4 separate regions of the Zea mays genome follow, and regions 1, 3 and 4 are each linked to region 2. A link is a contact called in public Hi-C data. All regions are on one chromosome and are shown on one strand. The core of a region is the stretch at or near the end of the contact, and the rest is flanking DNA. Distances in the headings are between cores, read along the strand shown.

The links. A called contact is a pair of places that touch in the nucleus more often than the background predicts.
Region 1: a contact with region 2 is called in a Hi-C map of leaf, with 6 times the contacts expected there. The contact joins the promoter of LOC541754 here to the promoter of LOC103636442 in region 2. A contact is called at or near these places in 12 of 25 Hi-C or Micro-C datasets (bundle sheath, ear, endosperm and 3 more).
Region 3: a contact with region 2 is called in a Hi-C map of leaf, with 2.0 times the contacts expected there. The contact joins the promoter of LOC103636445 here to the promoter of LOC103636442 in region 2. A contact is called at or near these places in 8 of 25 Hi-C or Micro-C datasets (bundle sheath, endosperm, leaf and 1 more).
Region 4: a Hi-C map of ear shows a contact between it and region 2, with 1.8 times the contacts expected there. The contact joins the promoter of LOC101027124 here to the promoter of LOC103636442 in region 2. A contact is called at or near these places in 2 of 25 Hi-C or Micro-C datasets (ear and tassel).

What each region holds. Positions count from the first base shown.
Region 1 is chr8:172,367,400-172,370,182 of Zm-B73-REFERENCE-NAM-5.0, reverse strand. It overlaps LOC541754 (myb-related protein 308), which reads left to right and starts at 1,261. Exons shown (of 2, transcript XM_008658794.4): 1 at 1,261-1,796; 2 at 1,899-2,568. The coding sequence starts at 1,534. The coding sequence ends at 2,391.
Region 2 is chr8:172,508,558-172,511,602 of Zm-B73-REFERENCE-NAM-5.0, reverse strand. It overlaps LOC103636442, which reads right to left and starts at 1,402. Exons shown (of 3, transcript XM_008658797.3): 1 at 1-1,402. The coding sequence starts at 1,186.
Region 3 is chr8:172,707,763-172,710,694 of Zm-B73-REFERENCE-NAM-5.0, reverse strand. It overlaps LOC103636445 (serine/threonine-protein kinase SAPK4), which reads left to right and starts at 1,668. Exons shown (of 9, transcript XM_008658799.3): 1 at 1,668-2,255; 2 at 2,385-2,459. The coding sequence starts at 2,136.
Region 4 is chr8:172,763,856-172,766,850 of Zm-B73-REFERENCE-NAM-5.0, reverse strand. It overlaps LOC101027124 (TRAM LAG1 and CLN8 (TLC) lipid-sensing domain containing protein), which reads left to right and starts at 1,668. Exons shown (of 3, transcript NM_001279578.1): 1 at 1,668-1,989. The coding sequence starts at 1,734. It overlaps LOC103637512, which reads left to right. Exons shown (of 3, transcript XM_023300899.1): 2 at 1-134; 3 at 574-1,143. The coding sequence ends at 858.

The sequences.
Region 1 (2,783 bases), core at 12-2,511, 140 kb after region 2:
AAAGAAATATCATTTTCAAAATTTTCAAGGCTTTGAGACCGAGAGACCCTTTGTCGTCGCTCTTGTTTAACCTGGTGGCAGGTATAGTAATAGCAGTCTGTACATTCTCATGTACCACCAGCAACAACATGTTCACCCATGCTTCTTAATTTTGTTGTTGGTCAACGTCGCAATAACGGCAAAAGCGCCTCCATAGCTTCTACACGTGCAGAGATGAAACGGCGTGACACTAGTGTCTCGTGCACGCTGAGAAGAAAGACAGCGATGTATTAGATGCGCCGCGCGGTATAGTGAGAGAGACGACGACATCAACCTAGATGAGTATTTTGATTCTTACACGTTAACCCTTTTGTGTATATATAGATCTCGAGTTATTATTGTGGTTTACTAGCGTTCCCATACTTTATAACGGTCCCCTGTGGCCGGTATGTATACTGTATAATCAAAACATCTTGGTACGTGCCGGTGATCGGACGGCGGATCCGGCGGCCGTGCCGGGGACCCAGAGCTGTTCCCAACGTAAAGGGGGGCATGTTCGTTTTGATCCGGAGGCGCACGCTGGCCCGTGGCCCTCTCTGGTTTAGGCGATCCGAGCCCACCAACGCTATCAAACTCCTCAATCTACACGGCTTTCCTGGCGCGCGAACTACCTAATCAGGTCAGGCCTACTACTAAATTATTGGCTCCCGGGTCCACCACCGGAGAGACGAGGCCATAGCCATACATGACGAAACGCTACGAGCACATGCAACAGCTCATGGGGTAGCTAGCCAATCGGTGGTGGCGGTTGCTCCACCAGATTTTGGAAACAAGTACCAAACTCATTCCCCGCCTTCTCGTGTCGGCCTTTTTTTTCCTTCTTGAATCATCATGAACTGGTCCTTCCGCGCCGAGCTTATGGCTGCTCTGCTGGGTTCACTAACCACCAGATGAAGAAGAAAAAAAAAATCTATCTCTACTAGCGGGAGAGGTAAAGCTTGAAAAGAGAAGCTAGTGCTGGTACAAGTGTAATAGGAGTTGTTGCGTACCTAGGAAACTACTCCACCGAGGATGATGGACAGATTGGCCTCACTGCTACCTACGTACTAGGCCGGTAGGAGGAGTAGCGCATCTAAAAGGTGGCTGAAATATAGAGCGAACCCTGAATTTGGTAATGAACTAATGCGCATCTAAAGTGTAATTTCCTTGGAAAGAAACACTCGCCTTTTTAGCCACTCACCACGCTACCCATACGACCCATCGGCCGCAAGCGCAAGGAACGCACACGGCACACGGGCGGGGCCGGCGCCGGCGGATCAAGCAAGCGCAAGGCAAGGCATGCGAGTCTAGCACGCACACGCACTGCCACTGCCATATATATGCGCCTCCCTCCCTGGCCTGCCATATCTTCTTCCGTTTCCGTCTCCCCTCTTCTTTGTTACAATAAACAACCAATCGAAGCCCCAGGCAACATCGACCGACTAGAGTAGATAGAGCTCAGTGGCGGCCGCCAAGAAACACCTGCGCCCTAAGGCGAGCAGCGGCAGGCATAGGATGGGCAGGTCCCCGTGCTGCGAGAAGGCGCACACGAACAAGGGCGCGTGGACCAAGGAAGAGGACCAGCGCCTGATCGCCTACATCAAGGCGCACGGCGAGGGGTGCTGGCGCTCGCTGCCCAAGGCCGCCGGCCTCCTCCGCTGCGGCAAGAGCTGCCGGCTTCGCTGGATGAACTACCTCCGCCCGGACCTCAAGCGCGGCAACTTCACGGACGACGACGACGAGGTCATCATCAAGCTCCACGCCCTGCTCGGCAACAAGTAAGCACTCAGTCTCAGTTCGCCGCCCGCCCGCCGGTACCATTATTTCCCTCCTCCTCGACTCAATCATTTTCCCATCGTCGGCCGGCCCGTCGCGCGCAGGTGGTCGCTCATCGCGGGGCAGCTGCCGGGGCGCACGGACAACGAGATCAAGAACTACTGGAACACGCACATCAAGCGCAAGCTGCTGACCCGCGGCATCGACCCGCAGACGCACCGCCCGCTGAGCGCCGCCGCCGCCCTCACCGCCGGCCTCCCGTCGCCCGCGCGCCCGCCCACCGTGCTGTTCGCGCGCCCGGCGCCGTCGGAGGACGGCGGCCACAGCAGCGGCGGCGGGAGCGCCGACCACGCGCCGCGGTGCCCCGACCTCAACCTGGACCTGTCCGTGGGCCCGCCGTGCTCGCCGCCCAAGACGCCGGCGGCCGCCGCGTCGACGCCCACGTCGCAGCAGCAGCAGCAGCAGCGGACGACGACCATCTGCCTGTGCTACCACCTCGGTGTCCGCAGCGGGGAGGCCTGTAGCTGCAAGTCCCCCTCGCCGGCGGCGGCGGGGTTCCGGTTTCTCCGGCCGCTCGAGGAGGGCCAGTACATATAAGGCAGGCGTCGTCGATCACAGTAGGCCGGCAGAAGCAAACCTGTAAAAACAACCACAGAACAGAGTTTCTAATGGAGATGATGACTGATGTGGATGGATGATGAGAGATTGAGAGCATAGCATCATTTCTCGTGTTCCCCTCGCTTCAAAACCGATCTATTTCTTATTTCCGTTTTCCTTTTTAGGGTTAATTGCACGGTTCGTCGCTTGGGCGCACCGTGTGATCTTGCGCACTCGATTCGGGCGGCCCGGCGTGACATTCGTGCCATGTCACCCATGTGGGGTCTTGTTCGGTTAATCCCGTTACCCATGGATTGGATGAGATTGAAAAAAATTAAGAAAGAGTTTGACTTAGTTGGGATTTAAACCCACCCAATCTCACTCAATCCATG
Region 2 (3,045 bases), core at 153-2,652:
CGCTTTCAGCAGGTAGGGCAATGGCAATGGAATCTACTTGATCACCAGCCACCTCCCCTGTACAAGGATCCGTGTAAATGGTCACTTCTTTCACGGCCATCCCCACTGTTACATCACCTTCTATCTTCCTCTCCTCCAGCACTGTATCATCCAGCACCGACGATTCTGAAACATTAGCGTCGTGCAGTGGTATCTCTTCTTCGGTTTTGTGGCCCTCCATTTCATCCCCAATCTCTGTTGAATGAGAATCTTGGCCTGATTTTCGGACAGAAATTGTTTCACCATTTCCCCTCTGAACCACAATACCTTCATTGCCCGGCACCGGGAAGTCACTTGATTCAGTGATGTCGACGCTCAGTGACAGAATCTCCTTGGAAGACTCCGCATCTTTGCACTTGTCGTCCTGTGTTCTATCCTCACTGTCTGATACAGATAATTCTTGGACTGATTCCTTGGCTGTAAGAGGAGCTTCTACCGCTCTCTGAACCATATCGTCTTCACCACGCAACACAGGCACTGCTGATCCGAAAACATCGGAGCCTCTCGGCGGTGCCTCCATGGTAATGTACTCGGTGTCCTCCATGATTGTGCCTTCCTTATTGTCCAACACTAGTGACTCGTGGCCCAATCCTCGGGAAAGAGACTCACCTTCAGCCATCTTATCCTCCACGTCTGTCGACGATGATGTTATCGGCTCTTCGGAGAATCGAGGTTGTCGTGACAGCGGCAACGGCACAAAGCTCTCGTTTTCCTCCATGATGGCGTCGTCCTCCGTGTCGCGCCAGTGGTCGAGTGCAGTGGCCTCGGCGCCCGGCGCTTCAGATGGATCCAAGAATTCATCGTCTTCGAGGTCGCAGCCGCAGTACGGCTGGGTAGTACGAGGCGCCGGCAGGAGCGCGCCCATAAGACGGTCGGTGGCGGCGAGGCTGGCCAGGTAGGCGGCGAAGGGCAAGGACAGCGCGAGGCCGGCGAGGGACAGGACAAGCAGTGGCGGGGCCACGACGGGCGCGGCCGTGGCCGCCACGCCAGCGATGACGGCCTTCCTGGACAGGTCCCATCCCAGCCGGAGCAACGCGCGCCCCCAGCCGTCGTCACTGCCACCGTCAAAGCACCCGTTTGCGGATGTGGCGCTGCCGCCGAGGTCGTCGTGCTGGACCCCGGCGTCGGCGACCTGATCAGGATCCATACCCCGTGGGAGTTGGATTTGGATGCGGCACTGCGGCAGGGTTGGGCAAGGCAGGGCGGCAGGGTGGCGTGCGAGTGCGGTGCGCAGCGGCTACTGAGAAAGTGAGAAGGTTGTGTCGAGACTCGAGAGAAGGCCGCGCGGAGAGTGGAGGCCGCGTGTGCATCAGGCGGCTGCATCGTCGGGCAGGTGTGAGACGACTACGAGCTTGGCTGACACGTGCTCAAAGCAGTCAAGCTAGTCCAAAAGACATCGCCAAGAACGCCGGTCCTTTTTTTTTTTTTTTGCGCGCGCGAGAGTCAAATGATGCACTGGCATGCAGGCACTTCTCACACCGAACGACGAGATGTTTTTATTTGTATTCAGTTCGTAATAATACGATTATCGTAGGGTGTCTTTTCTGCTCTGCTGCGTTCCTCAACTCTACTGTTGGTCGGTTTTTGGTAAAAAATCTTGTCCAAACCCAACCCATAAATTACTGTAGGTTAAAAATTACGGTTCGTACTCGTTCGTTGCATTGGTCGGATCGAGCCGAATTTTTTTTGGACTGGTCGAGTTAGGTTGGCCGGGTCAAATACTCAAATGGCCCATGATCAGGTCTAAGAAAGAGGTTATATTAGACCTACTTAAACATCAGGTCGTGAGCCATTTATCACGGTCCGTACCCGATCCATGTCTAGTGTCGGGTCGGGTTGTACCTCCCTGTTTGACGTGTCGGGTCAGGTTTTTTATAGGTTGGGTCGGGTTTATGGTCAAAAATCATGGCCCGTACCTCGACCTGTGAATTATTACGGGTCAAAAATTATAGCTCGTATCCGTCCGTTGCATTGGTCGGATCGGGTGGCCATGATCAAGTCTAGGTTAGATGCACCATTGTAAAATACTACCTATTACTTGGGAGTTGGGACATGGTGGTGGCGTGGTGCTAAGACTGGCTTCAACGGTGGACGCTCTTCTCTCCCTCCCCTTGATTTAGCGTCCACAGTATCATGCTACTGCGCACATCGGTGACCGCTAAAGGTGCTACAGTGGTAGGGGATGCTACAGGGATTCACCAGATCTAGGGGAGCGAGTCGGCCCCCTGCCCTCGAGCAACGTGCGCAACAGTGTGTTCGCAGTAGAAAATATATTGATAAGGGTGATGTATAAGTAGGTAAAACAATATTTTATGGTAGTAGTGGGTATAGGGGAGTATTTAGGGGGAACCGCTGCGGGAGATGAAAAAATAGGGGGAAAGAGAACGCTGACGTGGCACGTGATTGGGATATAGGGAAGAAATTTAGGGGGAACCGCGGAACACAGTCTAAAGCCCCAAGGGTTGTTAAAAAATTAGTCGTCTAGCACAGTAGCTCTAAAAGCATCCATGAATAATGTCAACGTGAACAAACCTAGACGTGAAGGGCAAAAGAGAGACTTTCGTGGAGCCTAATTGTACAAAACTACAAAAGAGAAAACTGAAAATTAAATAAAAAGATATTAGGGAATAGGGATAAACCTGCAGAAATAAGTATAAAATTAAGGGCCTAACAACGAGACCGTACGAGGAAAACCATAACTCCAGAGACCAGGGTGTAAATCCACAAATTTACAAGAGCAAGGGCCAAGCAGCGAACAGAAGCTTCTGGTACATAGTTGGCAAGAATTCGCGAGGGCTAAATCGTTAAGAAAAAAAATAGAGCAGAAGAACCAAAGTGAGATCTTCGAGGGCATATGCGAGGAAAATGATAATAAGAGGGACAGTGCGCGAAATCCCATGTTTGCAAGGGCAAGGGCCAATCGGCAAACAGCGAACAAAAGGTTCTGGTACAGAGCCGGCAAGAATTGGCGAGGACTGAATTGTTAATGAAAACTGGCGCAGAAGG
Region 3 (2,932 bases), core at 419-2,918, 200 kb before region 2:
ATTTTAAAAGTTTCCCCAAAAATTAGTTATTACAGGTGAGCTAAATTTTTTTAAGGGTGAATTATCATATGTACTCCAACAGTTAGAGATGGTCGAATACCCGCTCTTAGAATCACAGTGTATAATGATTTAGAAATAGTATATGGTCGAGCTATTGTGTGAGGTTGTGATGAGTATATAATGAAATATATGATGAAACCACATATTAGTTCCTTTTTTATTTATCATGTTTTAATTTATCAGATACAAATATTCAAGAACTAAGATAATACTCCTAAACTTGTTTTTTTTTTGAAGAACCAGGAGGGGGAGGGCCCTACTGAGAATTTTATTAAAGAAGTGAAAAGAAAACGTTACAACTTAGTCTTTTTACAAAAGTTAAAATGCAGTGGATTAAAAAGCACTACTCCTATGTCTGCCACAGACTCAGCCAATTCGGGATAGAGGTGTCAAAGTTCCCCCGCGCTCTGTGCATGATCAACCGCAGCTCCTTACTGAATTCCTGTGTACAGCGATGTACCGAAGGATCTTTGTTTGAAAACAGCCACTCGTTTCGGCTTTTCCAGATGCTCCATGTCATGAGAATAATAATCTCCATAAAGAAGGGGACGTTAAGCTGGCGATTAAGGTTCGCTGATGCCTCCTCAGGATTAGAAATTCTGGGTGGGGTTATGCCAATTGAGTTCCAGCGGGCTTTCGCGAAATTGCATCTGAGGAACAGATGATAGAGAGCCTCCTCTCTTTGCCATAGGCAGTTCTCGCAAGAATAAGAATCCAGCTCCATGTTTCTCCTTCTCAGCATATCTCTAGTATTTAGCCTATTTTTAAGCCACAACCAATAGAAGACTCTATGCTTAGGCTGACATTTGCTTTTCCATAAGAGTCTGTAGATAGGGTGAACCTGCGTCTGGCCCATAAAAAATCTGTAAGCTTTTTGAGAGGAGAATTTGTCAGATCCCCAAATGTACCGCCAACGGTCGTGGGCGTTACTGAGGGCAATTTGTTCCCAAGACACCTGCAGCTCCAGGTATTGATCATACGCTTGTTCAGAGATAGACAAATGAAAAAAACCATCAAACTGCTCCTGCTCTTTAGCCTATCTAATAGTCAACTTTGTGTTTTTGACAAAAGAGAATAACTCTGGGAAATTTTGCCTCGGGAAGCTCTGACTCCACTGATCTTCCCAGAACGAAATTGATCTGCCATTGCCAATAGCAGGGAGTGCCAGTCCCTTAAAGTTAGGAAGAAGCTTGATCATGCTCTTCTACCAGAAAGAACCAATGTTTCTATGACCAGGGAGACCACATGACAAATAGTATTTATTCCAGACGAGATGCACCCAGGGTAAGTCACTGTTATTGAAAAATTTATGCAAGAATTTGATTAGAAGAGCCTCGTTCTGGGTTTCCAAGCGAAGAACCCCAGCCCACCATTCACTTTCATAAACTTGTTTAGAAGCAAGTGGAATAAAGAGAAGTGAGGTGCTAAAATCCCTCATTATTTAAAATTAAATAGTGGTAGATTTTAGCTCCTTCAATTTTCTTCGTTACTCTTGCTCCCAAACAATCCGACAGAAATAAGCAAACCAAAAGAAGCATCGCTGTAAAAGAAGCTTTGTCTGAGTCTGCGATAATAAAGAAGAACGCATACCCCGGTTCAGGCGAAACGGGGGCTCACACGTCGGATCCGACGGCGAATCGCAGCCAGCCAGGCACGGATGCCCCCCGCTTCCGGGTGCGGTCACGGACACCGACGGCGGGCCCACCCGACATCCCCTCCGGCCTCCTCCCCGTCCCTGTCCTCCGGTCCTCCCCTTCCCTCCTTCACCTCGCAGTCTCGCACACGCTGGCGCGGCAGGCCCCCACCCTGCGCTCCTACCACCCACCAGTCCACCACTATAAAATCCCCGATCGCCTCACGCACACGCACCGACCCACCGTCCGCCGAGGCGCAACCGCCGCAACGCAAACCCACAAACCCTCCGCCGCCGCCGCCGCCGCCGTACCACGTACCGTCCCGCTTCTCCTCCGCCCTTGTGCGAGCAGGCAACGGCAGCAGAGCCCGCACAGGTTGCTCCCGGACGGAGGGAGAACGCGCGGGGCTGGGCTAGCCGGGGGCGGCCGGAGGAGGTACGTATGGACAAGTACGAGGCGGTGCGGGACATCGGGTCGGGGAACTTCGGGGTGGCGCGCCTGATGCGCAACAGCGAGACCCGGGAGCTCGTCGCAGTCAAGTGCATCGAGCGCGGCTACCGGGTTCGTTGTTTTTGTTTTGTTCGTTTCTTATACTTCGTTGCGGTTTGGTGGTGGATTAATTACTGGGTCTGGATGGACTGCAACTGAGTTCCTTCTAATTTCGCTAGTTTTGAGATCTGTGCTGTGCAGATTGACGAGAATGTGTACAGGGAGATCATCAACCACCGCTCCCTGCGCCATCCTAACATTATTCGCTTCAAGGAGGTTCGTCATTGTGGACTGAAACGGTTAATTGCCCGCTTGATCATTTCCTTTCGCTTTTTATTTTTGTCACTGGGTGTTTGATGCCGTTTTAGTGTTATTAGGGAGCAGCTTCAAAGGGTGACGGATAAAGGACTTTTTAATATATATTGCAGCTTATAATTCGGGACTGATTCCTCTTAACTGCATATAGTGGGGGAATCTTTTGATTGCTGCTGTTTGATTCGGTGCTAACTTTTGCTGTTTTTTCTCTGTTCTTTGCCCCTTCCTTTTAGGCTATTGCCCTTGTGTTTCTTACGTATCCGATATGCGTTTTAGTGTCAGGGATGCATCCGTTTTAGACACTCGTTAGGCTGTATGCTTTCTGTCTCAGATTGTTCACACAAGTCTCAAAGCTATAAGGTGCAGTCTTCTATTTGAATTGTTGTGAGTTTTAAATGGACGAGGAAAACAGATTATGCCTCCACTCTTTTGCT
Region 4 (2,995 bases), core at 419-2,918, 250 kb before region 2:
AAGAAGATCATGACGATGAGACAGAGACCGTCCGAGAAAGTTCTACCAATGTTAAGCCTGATGTTGAAGAATCGGAAATGCTTCTTGAAGCCTACTTCGTGCAGATTGACGGCACGCTGAACAAGCTCTTCAATGTATGTTCCATCTCGCTTAATTCACAAATTAACCTAATTTGATTTTTGCATGATTAGATTGTTTTGGAATTACAACACATCGTTTCCTTTGAGGGTTGGTGATCAAATAATGAGGATACTTGAAAGCAGATAGCAGTATGTCTTACTAGAAATAAAGTAATTATGGAAATTGCAACAAATATTTCAATTTGAAGGGCTGAACTTATGTCCTTGCCATAACAAAGACAAAATGGTGGATCATGCTGTCAGTTACATAGACTTGAAGAAAAATGAATGCAGTGCACTGATAAATTCGCTGTTGGACAACTAACTGAAAATACACTATGGAAATATCTGTAAGTCATGAATGGTCTAGTGGGTAGTGACAATACATCTCAAACACGGTCCTTGCTCCGACCATGCTTTTGTAACCTATATTGTGCCTATTGCATTGCCACAGTTCCAAGAATACGTGGACGACACCGAGGATTATATCAACATAATGCTGGACGAGAAGCAGAATCAGCTACTGCAAATGGGGCGTCCTGCTAACGACGGCGACCGTGGTGGTCACTGCCGGCATCGTTGTCGTGAGCTTGTTCGGCATGAACATCCGGAGACGGATGAGGAGGCGAGGATCAGGAATTTAAACTTTTGGGAAACCACCTTCGGCACAGTGTTTGGGTGTCTTGCGATGTATCTCCTGGCAATCTATGCGGGGAAGAGAAGCCAAATACTGCATTGATGTCACTGATGTCTGACGGTCGCCCTTCTAAGTTCAGAGAACATTGGAGAAAGAGGAAGTGTCACAATGCGAACTCGGCAGCACGAGTCCTCTGTTTTGGACGGACCGGCAAGCCGTGTATACGACGGAATAATTGAGATGATTATGCCCTCGCTATTCTTAGCAGTAGATTTAGCACGTTTGATTCTTTTTTTGCGTGTGTATAAACTGCACCTTTTTTTGCAAAATTACTTTGCAATAAAAATTTCTGTGTAATTGTCATGTAAAGAAATTATCAAAAGTCACGAAAAGCTTTCGTAGAAAAAATAGTGAAATACTCTCAAACTTGTAAATATGTTTTATCATTCACTCTACAAATACACAAAATTTTAAGTTATAATTCAATGCTAAGAGATTTTTTAATTCATTCTACGTTTAGAAATATAAAAAATAGAAAACTATACCTAATAATAGGAGTATCCTTTTTTATATTTTTTAATATAGATTAAAAAAAGTTAAAATTTAATATATTAGTAAAATAAATAATAAAGTATATATATATATAATTTAATTGCACAGTGATTGGACGAGAAGCTTTATTATATAACAGTTTTTTTCTTTTTGTTACTGGAACCATATAACCATAAGGACAGCCTTTTGTTTTACTGCATAAATATTTTTCGTGGTCAGGTACGTACTCCATCAAGACGAAGAAGAGCGTTGCATGGTAATCACAGGTTACCGGACCGACCAAGCACGTACTCCAAGTGGGCCCCGCTCGCTATCAAGACATCGGGCTGTGAAAGGACACCGTGACATGTAATTTCAGCCCAATAAGCGATTACCCTGGTGGAGGACGGAACGAAGGCAAGGGAAGTCCAGCGACGACGAACACGATGCCGCCCCACCGTGCCGGAGGGGCCGCAGGCGGCGGTGACACGAGCGCGTTCTTCGCGGCGACGCTAGTGCTCTGGGCTGTGTCTGTGGGGTTCGAGATCGGCGTCCGGGGGCGACGCGAGCTGGCGCCCGTGGCCGCCGGCTTCGCCTTCTTCCAGGCCGCCAACGCCGCGGTCCGCGGCTCGGTCTCACGCGACCCGCTCTTCGTCAACACCGCCGTATCGCTCCTCCACTCCTCCCTCACATCCGTCTCCGGTACAGATTTCCCCCCTTGCCTCCTCTCCCAACCCCCACCCTTGGTACCTTAGCTTTTGGTACTCGGTATGCGTCGACTGCAAGGAAACATACCATTAATTGCATTCCAGCTTCAGACGAGGTTGGGAAATAGAAGCGCACAGAGGATTAACAACAGACAAACCAGGTGATTTTTAACGTCTGGGTTCCTTGTTGGGGACCGGGAGCAGCGTTGATTTAATTACTGTTGGTTTTGTCACTTTCTGCTTCCATGGTGGCAATGTCGTTTGTCTAGTGTGAGTTTAGCTTGGTTAAATTGCGCGAGAATACTCAAATTCCCTATTGGCGCAGGATTCTCCAACAGTAGCTTGTTACATGGTCGGCACGTCGTGGTTCAGAACACAAATGCGCTGCTAACTTAGTTAAGAAGTATTGATGTAAAAGTACTCGTAATCTTTAGGACTGATCGAATATAGGCTCCTTTGGACTGTATATGTTTAGCTCCATTGGATCTTAGCCTGTAACACTAGCCAATAGAAGGGAGGAATTGGGAATATAACTTTGGGATTGGTAAAGGAAGTCATCATAGGTGCAAACGTAGTTGCCGCTGGGTCGGGAAAGCTTTGGCGGTCGGTGCAGTGTCGGTGAAGCGGTGACAGCGGCCTTACCCGCACTAACCGCACTAGTGCAGATTGAATGTGTGTAATTGTTGGAATGACGAGGCACAACGAATGTTGGTTCTCATGTCGACCTCCCCTTGGTTTTTATAGCGCGGTGTTGAGGGGGGCCACAACCAGTGTGGTTGTGACCACCAGGGTGCAAGGACTCTAGCTCGGTCCTCTGATCGAGTCAGGATGAGAGCAACCCCCCCCCCCCCCCCCCCCCCCATCTCATGCTTGCTCCCTTACACTCAGAATTTGATCTCTTAAATGCTTACTTTCTTAACTTACAATCCTTACACCAAGACCAAGGCATTACAACAGCCAGTAATGCGCTATTGGATTTGGATCCAATGACTATAATTCAC